Regions from separate parts of the Mus musculus genome. Here all the other regions are linked to region 4. Evidence: chromatin contacts called from public Hi-C, HiChIP or PLAC-seq and promoter capture Hi-C data. All regions are on one chromosome and are shown on one strand. Each heading gives the region's core, a stretch centred on a gene start, on an enhancer-like site or on the middle of the called end of the contact. The rest is flanking DNA. Distances are from core to core; before and after follow the strand shown.

Evidence for each region. Promoter capture Hi-C pulls out the DNA fragments that hold promoters and counts their contacts. A called contact is a pair of places that touch in the nucleus more often than the background predicts. HiChIP or PLAC-seq counts read pairs in DNA pulled down with a chosen protein or histone mark.
Region 1: a promoter capture Hi-C map of hippocampal neurons shows a contact between it and region 4, with 4 times the contacts expected there. The contact joins the promoter of E330012B07Rik here to the promoter of Ccdc91 in region 4. A contact is called at or near these places in 2 of 39 promoter capture datasets (hippocampal neurons and maxillary cranial neural crest), 1 of 484 Hi-C or Micro-C datasets (embryonic stem cells), 4 of 115 datasets of contacts at active chromatin or transcription factors (embryonic stem cells and pancreatic cancer cells) and 1 of 9 other capture datasets (adipose tissue).
Region 2: an HNF4G HiChIP or PLAC-seq map of pancreatic cancer cells shows a contact between it and region 4. The contact joins the enhancer-like site here to the promoter of Ccdc91 in region 4. A contact is called at or near these places in 6 of 39 promoter capture datasets (the 3T3-L1 cell line, 3T3-L1-derived adipocytes, embryonic stem cells and 3 more), 2 of 484 Hi-C or Micro-C datasets (adipose-derived mesenchymal stem cells and uterus), 4 of 115 datasets of contacts at active chromatin or transcription factors (cardiomyocytes, embryonic stem cells, oligodendrocyte precursor cells and 1 more) and 1 of 9 other capture datasets (pancreatic islet).
Region 3: a contact with region 4 is called in a Hi-C map of cerebral cortex, with 1.7 times the contacts expected there. The contact joins the enhancer-like site here to the promoter of Ccdc91 in region 4. A contact is called at or near these places in 5 of 39 promoter capture datasets (embryonic stem cells and hippocampal neurons), 4 of 484 Hi-C or Micro-C datasets (cerebral cortex, embryonic stem cells and pancreatic cancer cells) and 5 of 115 datasets of contacts at active chromatin or transcription factors (embryonic stem cells, forebrain, large pre-B cells and 1 more).
Region 5: a FOXA1 HiChIP or PLAC-seq map of pancreatic cancer cells shows a contact between it and region 4. The contact joins the enhancer-like site here to the promoter of Ccdc91 in region 4. A contact is called at or near these places in 6 of 39 promoter capture datasets (the 3T3-L1 cell line, 3T3-L1-derived adipocytes, hippocampal neurons and 3 more), 2 of 484 Hi-C or Micro-C datasets (myocytes and uterus), 5 of 115 datasets of contacts at active chromatin or transcription factors (cardiomyocytes, embryonic stem cells, oligodendrocyte precursor cells and 1 more) and 2 of 9 other capture datasets (adipose tissue and pancreatic islet).

What each region holds. Positions count from the first base shown.
Region 1 is chr6:147,178,989-147,181,801 of GRCm38.p6, forward strand. E330012B07Rik (RIKEN cDNA E330012B07 gene) reads left to right here and starts at 1,253. Exons shown (of 3, transcript NR_033640.1): 1 at 1,253-1,326.
Region 2 is chr6:147,739,780-147,742,486 of GRCm38.p6, forward strand. No RefSeq gene overlaps it. Among named protein-coding and RNA genes, the nearest start is that of Gm15762, 21 kb to the left of the region's middle. Within about 2 kb of position 1,437, at least 45 of the 459 cell types and tissues checked have an H3K27ac peak or open chromatin away from gene starts, as enhancers often do. A contact at or near this core is called in adipose-derived mesenchymal stem cells, pancreatic cancer cells and uterus, where this site is marked.
Region 3 is chr6:147,120,230-147,123,017 of GRCm38.p6, forward strand. No RefSeq gene overlaps it. Among named protein-coding and RNA genes, the nearest start is that of Klhl42, 31 kb to the left of the region's middle. Within about 2 kb of position 1,307, at least 6 of the 459 cell types and tissues checked have an H3K27ac peak or open chromatin away from gene starts, as enhancers often do. A contact at or near this core is called in cerebral cortex, where this site is marked.
Region 4 is chr6:147,474,511-147,477,210 of GRCm38.p6, forward strand. Ccdc91 (coiled-coil domain containing 91) reads left to right here and starts at 1,361. Exons shown (of 13, transcript NM_025911.2): 1 at 1,361-1,549. Gm6288 (a long non-coding RNA gene) reads right to left here and starts at 1,309. Exons shown (of 4, transcript XR_869623.3): 1 at 606-1,309.
Region 5 is chr6:147,758,934-147,761,702 of GRCm38.p6, forward strand. No RefSeq gene overlaps it. Among named protein-coding and RNA genes, the nearest start is that of Gm15762, 40 kb to the left of the region's middle. Within about 2 kb of position 1,343, at least 44 of the 459 cell types and tissues checked have an H3K27ac peak or open chromatin away from gene starts, as enhancers often do. A contact at or near this core is called in pancreatic cancer cells and uterus, where this site is marked.

The sequences.
Region 1 (2,813 bases), core at 3-2,502, 300 kb before region 4:
TCTTAAGAGGAGTGCTCACTAAATATTTTTCAAATAGGTGACTACACTAAGGTGAGGTTGTACTGGATTTAGAAACTGGATTTAGAGCGTGTTAGGACACCCCACCCGACCCTCGCCTCACTCCCTTTTGCCTTGTGAACACCAGTCTGGGAGGCCCGTTTTAGACACTGCCTCCATCGATCTCTTCTGCTGTACTGTGAGCTCTATGAGGGCATCTTGGTTTCTTAGAATCTTGCTATTGAACAGTGTTTGTGTTTTATTTTGGGGTATGTGTTGTGTGTGCACTAAGATGTGGGTGTGTGAGAATGTCAGATGTCTTCCTCTCTCACTCTCTGTCTTATTGCCCTGAGACAGGGTCTTCCACTGAGAGGCTAAGCTGGCTGGCTGGCCATCGAGCTCTCAGAATCTACCTGCCTCCACTCCCCAATGCTGGAGTTACTGGCACACACAGCTATGCCCTGCTGCGTGTGTGTGTGTGTGTGTGTGTGTGTGTGTGTGTGTGTGCTGGGTATTGGAATCCAATCCTCATGCTTTTAAAATAAGCACTCTTACCCGTTGAGTCATTTCCTCAGCTCCCCCCCCCCCTGTATTAATTGTAGCAAAGTATTTGCAACATGAAATTTCCCATTTTGGCCATTCTGAAAGTGTCCTGTCCAGTGGCATTGAAAATGATGACTCTTTGTAGCCACCATCCCTTTCTATCTTGTAAAATGGAAACTCTATGTCATTGAACAATAGCTGTCCAGCTTCTTTGTGTATAGTGCAGGCTAGCCTCTAACTCCTGGTCTGGCCTTGAACACATGCCCTTCTTCCTCCACCACCCCCATATTGGGATTATAGATTCAGGCACCACACCTTGCTTCAGTGCGCTCACTGAGCAATCTAATGGCTAAAAATGTTGAATGTTTTTCATGACAATATGCATTTCTTCATTTGAAAACTGCTCAGTTTATCCTTTCATTTATTGATGGGGTTATTGGTTCTTTGAGTGTTTAATGATTTGAGTTCTTTATATATGGTGGACATTAGTCCCTGTGCTGGTTGGTTTTTGAGAACTTGACACAAGCCTGAACATACCCAGGGGAGGAAAATCATACCAGAGAAACTGTTTAGATAAGCTTGGCCTGTGGGTACATCTGTGGGGCATTCTGTTGATTGCTAATTGATGTGGGAGGGGCCAGCCCACGGTAGGCGGAGTCATCTCTGGGCAGGTAACCTGGGTTGTATAAGAAAGGTAGCTGAGCAAGTCAGGGAAAGGAAGGCAGTAAGCAACTGTTCTCCTGCCTTGAGTTCCTGCCTCAGCTACCCTGGGATAGACTGAAACCTGTAAGTGAAAATTATCCTTTTTCTGCCTAATGTGCTTTTTGGTCAGGGTTTATCACAGTTACAGAGAAGCAAACCAGGTCAGGCCCCTAAGAGATCACAAGCAACAAAGTATTTTCTTCCGTCCTGCACACTGATTCTCTCTGTTGTGTAAAAGCCCCTTATTTTAATTTTTCATGTTTGGAGCCATTTCCGGAGCTAGAGCTGCCCTCTCAGAAAGCCTCCTCTGCTGTGTTTTGAGCTGTTGCTCCTGTGCTTTCGTCCAGTGGTTGCAGGTCTTACAGTAAGTTTCTGGTCCACTGTGGTCTGACTTTTGTGCAAAGTGAGACCTGTGAATCTGGTTTCAGTTTTCCACGTGAGGCTATCCAGATTCATCAGAAACATTTGTTCAACAGGCATTGTTTTTCTAAACACACATTTTTTTTCTGTACCTGTGGGGGAAATCATGGCTATAACTGTATATTGGTATAAAGGAAAAACAATAACTTCTAGTATGTTGATCTTGTGCCCCTTTGCTGAAGGTGTTTACCAGACCTCAGAGTCTCATGGGAGTCTTTAGAGCATTCCCATTGTAGGATGACGTCATCTACAAACAAGTATACTCCAGTTTCTTTGTTTTCTATTTGTTTCCTTTTAATTCCTGTTTCTGTCTTATTGCTTTCATTTCAGCTTAAATCACTGTAAAGAGAGTGGACATTGCCACACTGCTATTGATTTTAGAGAAAATGTTTTTGGTGTTCTTCATTCTGTAAGCTCTAGCTCTGACCCATGTGCCCTTGATTATGGTCCCTTTCTTTCTAGTATCTTCAGAGCCTTTATCACAAAAGATGTTATGTTATATAAAAGGCCTTTCTGTTCCATTGAGATGATAATTTGTGTTGACCTTGATTCTCTTTGCATGTGGTACATTTGTTGATATATATATGCTGAACTGTCTGTCCTTTTTGGGGCAAAAGCAGCCAGTGATATTTTTATTTTTATTAAAATGTTTATATTTTATTTTATTTCATGTGTTTAGGTGTTTTGCTTGCATGCATGTGCAGTGCCCACAGAGGCCATTGACCATTGACCCAGACATGGCCTCAGGTGGCAGCACAAACTACTCACATCAGGCTGTTCCTCATCACCCTCACATTTCCAGTTTCTCCTCTTATCATACTGCATAAACTGTTCTTTTTCTTCTGTCTCTCCACCACACACTTGCCATGATAGTGGTGCCTTCTCGCCTCTGGGTGTCTTCCACCCATCTTCTGCTGTATGGCAGCAGGCTTGCCTCCTGGGAAGAGAATCTTAATGAGAGATGATTGTCTCTATTGGATTGACCTGTGGGGATATCTGTGGGGGGTTGTCTCAGCAACATTAATTGATGTTGTAAGAACCATCCCATGTGTGTGTGTGTGCACGTGCGTGCATGCACACATGTGCTCAAGTGTGCATGCATGTATGCATGTGCATATGTACTCAAATGGACTGTTCTTTAGGAAGAATCC
Region 2 (2,707 bases), core at 187-2,686, 270 kb after region 4:
TGGACTGTGACTCAGGGTATGAAAGGCAAATAAACCTTTTCCTCTCCAAGTTGTTTTTGGTCATAGTGTTTCATCACAACAATAGTGACTCTAAGACAAATAATCATAGAACAACGTTCAAAAGAGAATAAGAGACCCTGGAACAATGAGTGTTTGATGATATTAAAGATGGTGCTTTACTGCACTGGTCAGATAGGATAGTACCATATGGCTGTCATATAAAGGAGCTCTTACGTTCCCAAGACATACTAAAATCATCAATGCATGAAAAATGATATGATATATAAAATCTGCCTCAATATAATCTTTATACACAGCAAAATGGATCCAGGTCTGAAATGCGATGCGAAAAGAGTTCCGTGCAGAGCCGTCAGAGTTGATTTGCTAATCCTATCTGTGTCTGTTCCCACTGCCATGGCAATGTTACCATAACTCTCTGCTTCAAACAACACACCCGTTTATTATCTCACATTTTCTGCATGTTATGAAAACAGATACTGCTGAGATGCGTTCCCAACTTTGGGTCTCACATGGCTCTAATCGAATGTCAGCAGAGGCTGTGCACTTACCGGCTCAGCTGGGAGGGCCAGCTTCCAAGCATACGCTGGTGTTGGCATAATTCTGTTCCTTGTGATTGTCGGGAGGAGGGCTTCAGTTTCTTTGTGGTTGTTAGCTATAGACCACCCTTAGTTCCTGGTTGCCACACACAGTTCTTAAGTCAGGAGAGAAGGGATGGCTCTAGGGCCAACTAAAGTCTTCTACTATCAGGAGATAGGCTCATAAAAAGTACTCAGGTACAAACCTGCAGCGTTAATTTTCATGGTAAAGCAGGCTGACTTAGTGGCAGAGTCAAGAGCATGAAGTATTCTTAGGCCTTGAACGTGACACAGACCCTGCCCTGGAGCAGTGACCCTTCACCTCCTTTCACCCTGTTAAATGACACAGTCAATAGCACAACCTTATCTTTCTCCAAGTATTCAGTAATCCGAGGGCTCTGGTAAAGATGCTATTTCTGTTTTATCTCACAGGTCTGCCAAAAGAGATGGCCGACAAAGTTAGAATTGAATTTTGGAACTGAAGCAGATGTTACCAGAGGTGAGAGCTTGAGAGTATGTGTTTATTTCTATCCCATCATGCTCCTGACAGTAAAACTAGCTCTCTGCGCATGCTCAGTGTTGCGCGCATGCGCGCATTCTTGCGTGCATGTGCATGCATGCATGCATGCATGCGTGGGTGTAAGTTAAATCTTCTGTATCTTGGGTGGCCTAGTTTTATCACTAAGCTGAGATTCAGACAGCATTTTTTTGACCAAGACAGCACATGGCTGAGAATATGACCTATTGGTAGAGTGCTTCTCTAACATGCTTGAATCCCTGGGTTCAACACCTAGTACTGTTTAAACTACGCATGGTAGCACATGCCTGCAATCCTGTGACTCAGGAGGTCGAGGCAGAAGCATCAGGAATTCAAGGTCATCCTTCAAGAATGTCGTGGGACACATGAGACCCCGTCCAGTGGAAAATAATGGGAAGGACAGAAGTAAAGGTCTCAGACCTGAGTTTGCTCCTTTGTACCTTCTTGCAAAGCTTTCATTCGTTGGCTAAAATTATCCTAAATACAGACCTACACCTGTGACCTCACAGCTTCTTACAGCATGTCTAGGAGTCTGGTTTCCAAAAAGAGGTGAGAAGAGGTGGTGTTCGTTGTGTTGGAAGAGTAGAGAAACATGGCACTGCCTCTGCCTCCTGGTACACTGGCCTATGCGCCTCGTATTGAGTTCCTGTCTTCCTGAGGAGCGCGCATCCCTGATGTGGGGGCAGACAGAGTCTACCTTTTTTGGAGTCATTTGCAGCTCTGATTCAGAGGGTGGAGGCTGTGTTGTGTAACCAGAGAACACACATTTCATTCCCTTCTGTGTGATTCATTCAGTCAAATCCTCCTGGCACTGGGGCTGCGTTCCTCCTTTTTTGTTTACAGTTGTGCCGTTGCTTTGTCTATTGTTTAAGTTCATGGATTTTAAAGAATTTACTGTGAAACTTTGTAGAGCCATGTTAGGTATAGGAGTTTCTGCAGTTGTTGCTTTTCTTAGTCTTTCTTTCTTCCTTTCTTTCGAGTTTTAATGAAGGGATGTGGGAACTGGAGAGGGCTGTGACCTTTAGGACACACTTTTAAATTAAATTCAAGTTTGTGACTATGAGGTCTTTTGTTTTTTTGTTCTCCTATTGCCAGAGAGATAAAAAGGAATGGCATTTAGTGACTTCTGAGTGTTTTATACATGTTAGATATGACATGAATCATTTTCATGTAGTTTTATATTTAATCTCGACAAGAATTTTATAATATGAAGGGATTTTTTTCTCATCTAAATGAGGTAACGAAATCTGAGAAAATTTAAAAGTTTGCTTATATGTGTATGTGCTGCACATTAAATATAAATCTAATGCTTTGGGCATAAAGTGTCTTAGTCTGAAAGGCAAACACCCCAATTCTGCATAGAACCCAGGCTTATCCCATCTGCTCCCTCATTAGCCAGGCCTAGCCAGTATCTCATCCGATATGTAACAGGACCCACACCTGTGGGGGCCCTTGATTGTTTCTTTATTACTTTTATTTTTTTACAGTTCAGTTTTTACCCCTTCCTGGTCTGCCCTCCAACAGTTCCACATCCCATTCTTCCTCCCCCTGTTTCCAAGAGGATGCCCCCCCC
Region 3 (2,788 bases), core at 57-2,556, 350 kb before region 4:
CTTGCCTGCCACGCGTGAGGCCCTAGGTTAAGGTTTCGAATAAACCGGACTTGGTGGAGCAGTTTTGTGATCCTAGAACTTGGGAGGTAGAGGCAAGAAGATCAGAAGATCAGGGTCATCCTTGGCTATGCATAGTGAGTTGGAGGCTAGCCTGGGCTACATGAGATTCCCATCTCAAAAACAAACAACAAAAATCATAGGGACAGTGAGATGGCTTTATGGGAGTGCTTCCCACCAAGCCTGATGACGGACAGACCCACAGGGTAGAGAGAGAGAAGCAACTCCCCCAAATGGTCCTCTGACCAACATGTACATATGCTAAACACACATGCATGATAAAAAAGATAGCAAGAAATAGAACTGCTTTCTTGCCACCTCCTGTCAGACACATTGAAATAATATGCACACATTTCAAGCTCCAGCGACACGGGAAGAGCACAGGCACCCTCTGTTAGTGGCCACCTGCAGTTAAGTTGCCCGTCTGCAACACATTCTCTCACTGGAGAGATTGGGGATGATGACCCCGCTGCCCCCTGGTGCCTTCAAGGGAAGGTTCTGTCATGCAAGAATGCAGTTATTATCACCGTTGCTGCTGGGCTCTCTGAACACATGTTGATTTTTCATTTAGCCACTATACAGAATGGTTTCTTAACCTCATTTGTAATAAACAAAAATCCCCAGTCAATATGGAAATGTGAGTTTCTGAGGGGCCTCTATTCGAATGTTGTTCTTAAGCAAATAAGCCTGGTTTCAATCAGTCCAGACGTGGGACCATCGTCCTGGCTACCAGGGCCTGGTCCTTCCAGGTGGGACTTGGGGCAGTCTGGGTGTGTGGGAGGCCATGGGCAGAACACTGGCATTGCTGTCTGTGGTGTACCTGTTCAGTCATAAACAGAGAGCCTTAGTTTCCACCTGGCTCCTCTCGCTGGCTCCGCACCGAGAAGTAAGAGAGAGAAAGAGAAAAATGAACAGGAGAGACGTCTCAACTATTCCAGAGACAGGGTCAAACCCAGCCCCGTCCCACTATGCCAGGTTCTAATGTGGTCAGAATGAGGCAGGAGATGGGGGTTTCTGAAATTAAAAGAAAAAAATCCCCTTGGAGGATGTATGTGGACTGTGAATACCAATTCTAGTCAAGTTCTCAGCAAGGAGTGCTAGAGCTGAACTGTAGTCAAAACATCCCACTGAATGGAGTGCTGCCGACAAGACCCTCCCTTTCCTGTTGCTTTATTTAGTCCCAGCCCAGTCCAGCGTTTTGTCAGGCAGACGCTGTGGAGATGCCTCCTTTATCCTCACTGTGTGGAAACGGTGACTCAGAATCTCACTCTTTTTAGGCTCTTGCAGTATCCCTCCTCTTCCCGGCTCCACCCAACTTCCTCCCGTCCTACTAGGTCTGAAAACCTCCAGTCTGGGGACCCACTGTTTAACCTACTGTGATCCAAAAGCCCTGTTTTGCCTTCTGAGGCCATGGGTTGATTAAACCCAGTTCCCACCCGACTCCGGATCTGAGGATCGTGGAAATGCACATTACTTCCCCGCCCTTTGTGGCTCGAGTGTGAAATTTCCCCAACAGGTTCACGCACTGAAACACTGGTCCTTGGCTGGTGTCGCTGCTCGGGAAGGTTGCACAGGCAAGCCTTTGAGGTTTAGAGCCTTCCTTGCCCCCTCCTCTCGTTCTTCCTGCTTCTCGTTCCATCAAGATGTGAGTCGTAACGGTTCCCACCCCAATACCACCGTGATGGACTTGGTGGGCACCATCCCTCCATAACGTGAGTCCAGATAAACCTATCCCCCCTTAAGCAGCTCTTGTTAGGAATGATCTCACAGCAACCAGGAAAGTAACAGCTCTATCCCCCTCAATAGTTTTGTCACCAAATCTATATCAGTAAGTTTTCTCTGCACAGTGTTAAGTATTTCTTGAAAACCAACGGGTCACAAATGGCTATCTTTTTCTGGGAATAATAGCTTGATTCTAGAAATCATTTGTTGGTGTTTATGTCTCTTACAGACACAGAGTGAGTGACACCCAGTGACCAAGTCTTGATGATTGTACTTCATGCCATTAGATAATAAATGCAGTATTCTGTTCAGTCAATGACAGGCCTCCCATAAGATCATATTGCCTCGAGATGCTGAAGCCATCTGAGTTTGTGTGAGGATGCTCTCTGATATTCATAGAAGGGAAAACCCCTCTGATGCTGTTTCTTAGATTATGTCCTATCCATGAGCAATACCTGACTGTATATAACTTTACCAGAATAGATGGCTATTATTTTTATTACACTGTTGCAATACCAAGAGGAATGTTTCTGGGGCCGGCTGGGTAGATGATCTAGTTGGCCAACTGCTTGCTGTGCAAGCATGCATACCTGAGTTTGCACCCCTGTCACCCAAGTAAAAGCTGAGCGCAGCTCATTCCTGTGTATGAGTGCCAGGGACCAGAGACAGGAGGACCCCAGAGCTTTCTCATCAGCCAGTATAGCCCAACCAGCGAGCTCAGGTTTAGTGAGTTTGTCTCAAAAACACAAAGCAGAGATTGAATAAGAAAGACATCTGGCATGACCTTTAGTCTTCATCTGCACTCATGTGCATTTGCATACCTCAAAATGGCACAAGTACATGCACAGAGAAATGCACACACACACACACACACACACACACACACACACACACACACACAGTATTTGATTGAGCTGTCTTTACTGCTTATGTATCTTTATTGCTAGTAATGACTTACCTTAAACTCACTTTAAACCTCACCGTGTCAGTAAACAAATGTTTGTTACTT
Region 4 (2,700 bases), core at 111-2,610:
GACTACTAGACTAGATGTAAAGGAGAAATGGGAAACAGCTTGCTGAGTATACAAAGAAGTGGTCCTTGACTTGGTGCTCAACTGGAAATTAAAAAAGTATATGTGTGTAAGGAAGCATCAAATTTCTATAAGAGAAATACAACTTATTTGTGCAAAGAATGGGCAGGATGGAAAAGGTCAGAAGAGGTGACCTGCTCAGTATTAGTTGTTCACTAAGGACTTCAAGTTGCCCAGCTCAGTGAAGGCATGTCAAGATCCTGTTGATACTTCCCACTCAGTACAGAGATTAAAGATAGTTCAGTCAATTTTGTTCAGTGGAAGGAAGAGAAAAGCAATTCCCAATAATGCTCTCTGTGTGAAGATTAGAAGTTGTCCACAGACTCACATTCAAACGATCAGGGCACTAGGCAGTAAAATATCTTGGATATATTTGGTTCATTCCCAGATTGTTACCACTTGACTAGTTCCAAGTAAATGGTATACGTTCAATAAAAATTAAGTGAATGTTGTCTAAACCATCTGAGAAGTGTGCTACCTGTTGACCATTTCTATGTAACAGTCACGACAGTCTACACAATTACTCTCCCCTTCAAACAAAAACCTACCAAGTGTATGGCATATTCCCTTCAGGAAAAGATGTTGACTGACAGCTTTGCTGTAAGGATGTGGAACAGCTAAAAAACAACTGTTTTTAGTGGAATATGAACGAACTGCTATGAGAGAGTTGATTACAAGTGCTACAGTCCTAGCGCTGAAGATCTTTAAAATCCAGTGGTTTAGAGAAGCTTTCAGCTTGGGCACGTTCAGGAACTTGAGAGTTCCGCTAAGCCGATAGGTCCAGACATCACGTCAAACATTTCTTGAGCATGTCATAGTGCCGGGTGCTTTATTCAGTTCTCACATTTTGGTTGTTTGTAAGAGGCAAAGGCTCTTCTCGTGGTAGATTCGAGTTCTGGACAGAAGAAAAATTCAGATTTGGTAGGTGGTTTTATGGGCCTGTCACTAAGAGAGATTGAGAACCTTTACTAGGAGGTAGATCTTGAGAAAGGTCAGGAAAAGCGTTAAGTCGAAGCCAATCTATAGCAGAGTCAATTACCTGAGAATCACTCAACTAGGAGGTTCTTCTTGTGGCCTAGCCAGCTGAATCTCTGTTAGGAGGAATATCTGTTGAATAGTTTGTTTTGGCTCAGGACAAAAGATAAAGACATGATGTAGTTTTTGAGGATGGTCAGGCCAGTGTATATCAGGTCAATCCACTTCACAGGTCAGGTCTCTCTTCAGATGAGGCTCAGCTGGCCTCCTCTTGGGGGGTCATGTGATGCGCCCGCGGATGCCTGGAGCGCCGCGCGCAGGCCTGGGCGGGCCTAGGTAGAAATCAACTTCCGGTGAGGATGTCCTGGACGCCGGGTGGTGTGTGGGCTGCCCGAACGTGGGTTCCTGGGCCAGCAGTCACCGGGAGGGGGGTGGTTGCGTAGCCGGTGTCCCGGAGCCAGTGTCTGAGAGCCGGGTGTGACGCGCAACAGCGCGGGGAGCACTGCGGTGGGCGCAGGTAATCGGGTGCTCGCCGTCTGGGTCCGGGTCTCGGCCGCGGGTGGGAACGTGACCAAGTTACTGCGAGTCGCGAGGCCGCGGCCGGGCGACTCACGGGACCTGGGTCAGGGAGACACCTCGCTCCCGCCCTCGCCCGCGGGGCCCTGCACTTGGGTAGTCCCGAGTGGAGAGCCATAGTAAGTCCGCTTGTTGTCCGCGCTGTAGTTGCCCCGGCGGAACGGAAGTGTTGACCCTGATGCGGTTCCCGTCGGTGCCGAGCGGCGCACCCCTTCCGGTCTCAGACCTTGGGAAAGCGCGCACTGTGCACTCGGAGTTCTGGAGAGCTGATCGCTGGACACACCCTCAGTGGCGTCTCGGGTTCTCACCCCAGGCGAGCATCGTGCGGAGCGCTTGGCCTCTGTCTGTTACACACCTTTCCCCGCCCCCCCAGGATGCCGCGTCTGCGCGGCTGCCTCCGCAGGAGGGAGCTTTGCACAAGAGTTGTCAGCTGCTCTGACAGCTCTGGGATGGTGAGGCCGCCGTGATCTTGGCCCTCCGCTCTGGGGAAGTGAAGGCTTTGGGCTCAGCTTAGGTCCCTCAGAGGCCGCCCACGAATTCCGACTTATCCCTCCACTGTGCAGACATTGACACGTCTTCGCCCCTAGTTTTAAACTTCCCGGCTCTGTGGAAGGCTATGGAACATGTTTGCATGCTGCGTGGTTGAGGGATTGCCATCTTGTCACAGGGTGGGTCAGCTGTCACCTCAGGATTTAAGACAAAAGCCTGCAGAGTACTCACAGTTTCCTGGGCGACAGAAACCGAGGAGAAGTGCACTTGTAGTCATCTTAGCCACACCTTGTGTTGCTTTTGGGGTTGTTTGAACCTCACCTGTTGGGATAAATGGCTCAGGAAGATGCTAGGTCCGCTGCACCTTGGTGCCACTATGTGGTGTGTTAATGTGTGAAGAATTGCCTGGTGAGAGGTGAGGAAGTTTGGTGTCTCCTAGGATGTCTAGAGATGTTTCAGTGGGCTGGGAACTGTGAACTGGTTGCCTAGCAACACCATACTCCAAATTGGAAAAAAACATAAAACAAAATGAGAAAGTCCAGGATTTTTGAGTTTTTAAGAAAAATATTAATCATCATAATACTTCACAGAAAAAGAAAACTT
Region 5 (2,769 bases), core at 93-2,592, 280 kb after region 4:
AACAGAGATCCCTTCAACCTTTGATCCCCAGTGTGCAAGTCCACCTTCATGTTCCCTCCATTCAACTCACCCTGTCTGGATTTGCCCTCTCTTCCATGAGACCAGATCATCTGTTCACACATGATGCAGGACTGGGTTGCCTACTCAAAATAGCAGCTCAGTGTCTTCTTGCTTGACAGAGCATCTTGCAAAAGCTATCTTCATAATAGCTTTTATGTAGGTCTTCATAAACCAGACCTACAGCTCAACTCCTCTTCCATGTACTGCTGTAACCTAGCCCAAACTAGGCATCAATCATCCCCAACTACCTGTTTCTCCGTCTTCCAGGCCCTTAAGGAGAAGTGAGGAAGCAGCTCATTTGTCTCCTACCCCCACCTCCGCACCCTCCCCACCTGCATTGTCTGGCCCAAACAGAATGTAACACATTTTAACAGATGCAAAGACACTCAATGTAGTATAGCTTATTACACCTGGAAGAGAAATTTGCATATTACATCCGACATTCCAGAGAGTAGGATTCATTTAAGACATGAATCTTCCCACAAGGAACTTAAAGCTTATTTAGGGAGGTCAGACATACACTTGAAAACTGTGGTGAAACGTATTTCTGGATCTCACAGGTACTCATTGCCCAGTTTCTAAAAACTGGCCGTACAAATTTTCCACTAGCTTGGAAGGAATATCCACCCACTGCACCGAATCTACTTGCATGTTTACGGTTATGGGAGGTGCAGGTACAGCCTGGGAGAAGGTCTTGTTCCCAGGAGATAAGCTGCGTTTATGATTGAAAGGAAGGGAGTGAGCACACTGGTCTTCCTGGCACCAGAAGCGAGCCGGTGAGAAACAAGGATATTTTTATTAATGTTCAAGCCACTTTGGATGAATGGTCATAACTGATGATGACAATTATTATTTATTAAAGCTTATAGTCCATAAAAGTAAATGGCTTTCCCTCCTTAGTGTGTGGCTGAGTAGGGTGGTTATGGCCTTTGATGGAGAAGGTCTCTGACTTGGTTTGGGGTTTCTGACCTCTGAAATGATTTCAGTGTTACATTGCTGTGCTATGTAGGGACCTAGAAGAATCCAGAGATGACTGAGGTTGAGATGCCAGGGGACAGCCCATTAGAAAGTGTAGCAAGGGGCTGCTGCACACAGAAGTATCAGGAAAAGCCCCTATGATCCAGGTCCTGGAGGACACACACACACACACACACACACACACACACACATATATATGAAAAGAAAAAAAAAACCAAATGAGTCACTTAAGACCCCACTTTGCAAGGCTGACTTTCCTAATTGTCACAACTGACTTTCTTATCAAGTTACTAGGTGACTCAGCTCTGAGAACTCTCCTTCCTGCCCTGCCCAGATCCCTCCCACTGGAGGGGACTTGGTCACAGCAAGAGAATGGGGCAGTGAGAGGAGATGATGTGCCCCTTCCTGTGATTGCTCTAGTATTTTTCTGGGCTGTGTTTGCCTTGGCAGTTTTCATAACAGCAGAAGAGAGCTGGGGTACATCTCTCTCAAAGGCCGTCCTTGAGTGCAAAGGACACACGGTTTCAGTTGGCTGAGCCTGGGAAGTTGGTATTAAACAAGACCACAATTGGGCAGAAAGAGTGAAACACTCTTTGGATATAAAACTTAACAGAGTACTTACTGTCTGTAATAAAGATAAAAGATATATTCTATGTTCCTAGTACAATGTTTAAGCTAGTATAAAAACCCACAAGGCAGAACATTTAATAATTTCAATTGAGGAGAGATAGTACTGTTTGTCTCATAAGAGCTTCCCAGTGAACTGGGAACAAGTATGCTCTACACAGATGTATCTTGCTTTCAGTTGTAGAGTTTCATGATATCTTGCGTGGTTCAAATACAGAGCAGCGTTTCCCTGTGTGTGTGCCAGGGACACATTTTCCTATAGCCCTCAGACTTTCCTGACCACAATGGCATTGAAGCTTAGCAATCTGTTTACCTTTAGAAGAGGGCTGTGAGTGGAGAGATTTCCTACCAAAGAGGGCTAGGCAGGCCTTGACACACATGGATAACATGCCATCAATTGTCCCCTGGAGGGCATCAAACATGACCCTGGGGAGTGCATAGCATGGGAGGTTCAGATGGGTTTAGATGCTGAGCAAAAGGTGGATTTGGAATGACAACCTCAGAGCCTTTGATCAATGACACAGGCTCCTGGACAAGCACTGTACTTCATCATTAAAGATACTTTCTATGAAATCAAAGAAAATCAAACCTGTCATCACTTAAAACCTCACATTATAAAGTTTCTGTGTATATATGTGGCATGTATGTGTAGTTATGTGTTACATTTGTGTGTCATGTGAATATGGTATTCGTATTATATGTGATTTATATATGTATTAATAGGTATGGGTTTGTGTGCTGTAGGTGTGTGTTGCTTGTGTGTTATATGTATGTGTTGTGTGTATATGTGTGTGTTGTGTGTGTTGTGTCATATTTATGTGCTGCATGTGTATATGTGTTTATATACATATGTATGTGTATATATTGTGCAGATGTGTGTGATGCCTATTTGCCTAAGGGGGGATTCCAATCATCTTCTTCCACCATCTCTCCTGACTTGAACCAAAGCCTCAATGGAGTAGAAGTTCATCCTTTTGGCCAGCTTGGATGTCAGAAAGCCTCCAGAATTTGCTTGTCCACACTCCCAGAGGCATATACAGCCATTTCTACATTTTTATGTGGATTTTAACTCAGAGCCTTATGCTTGCACAGGAAGCACTCCTA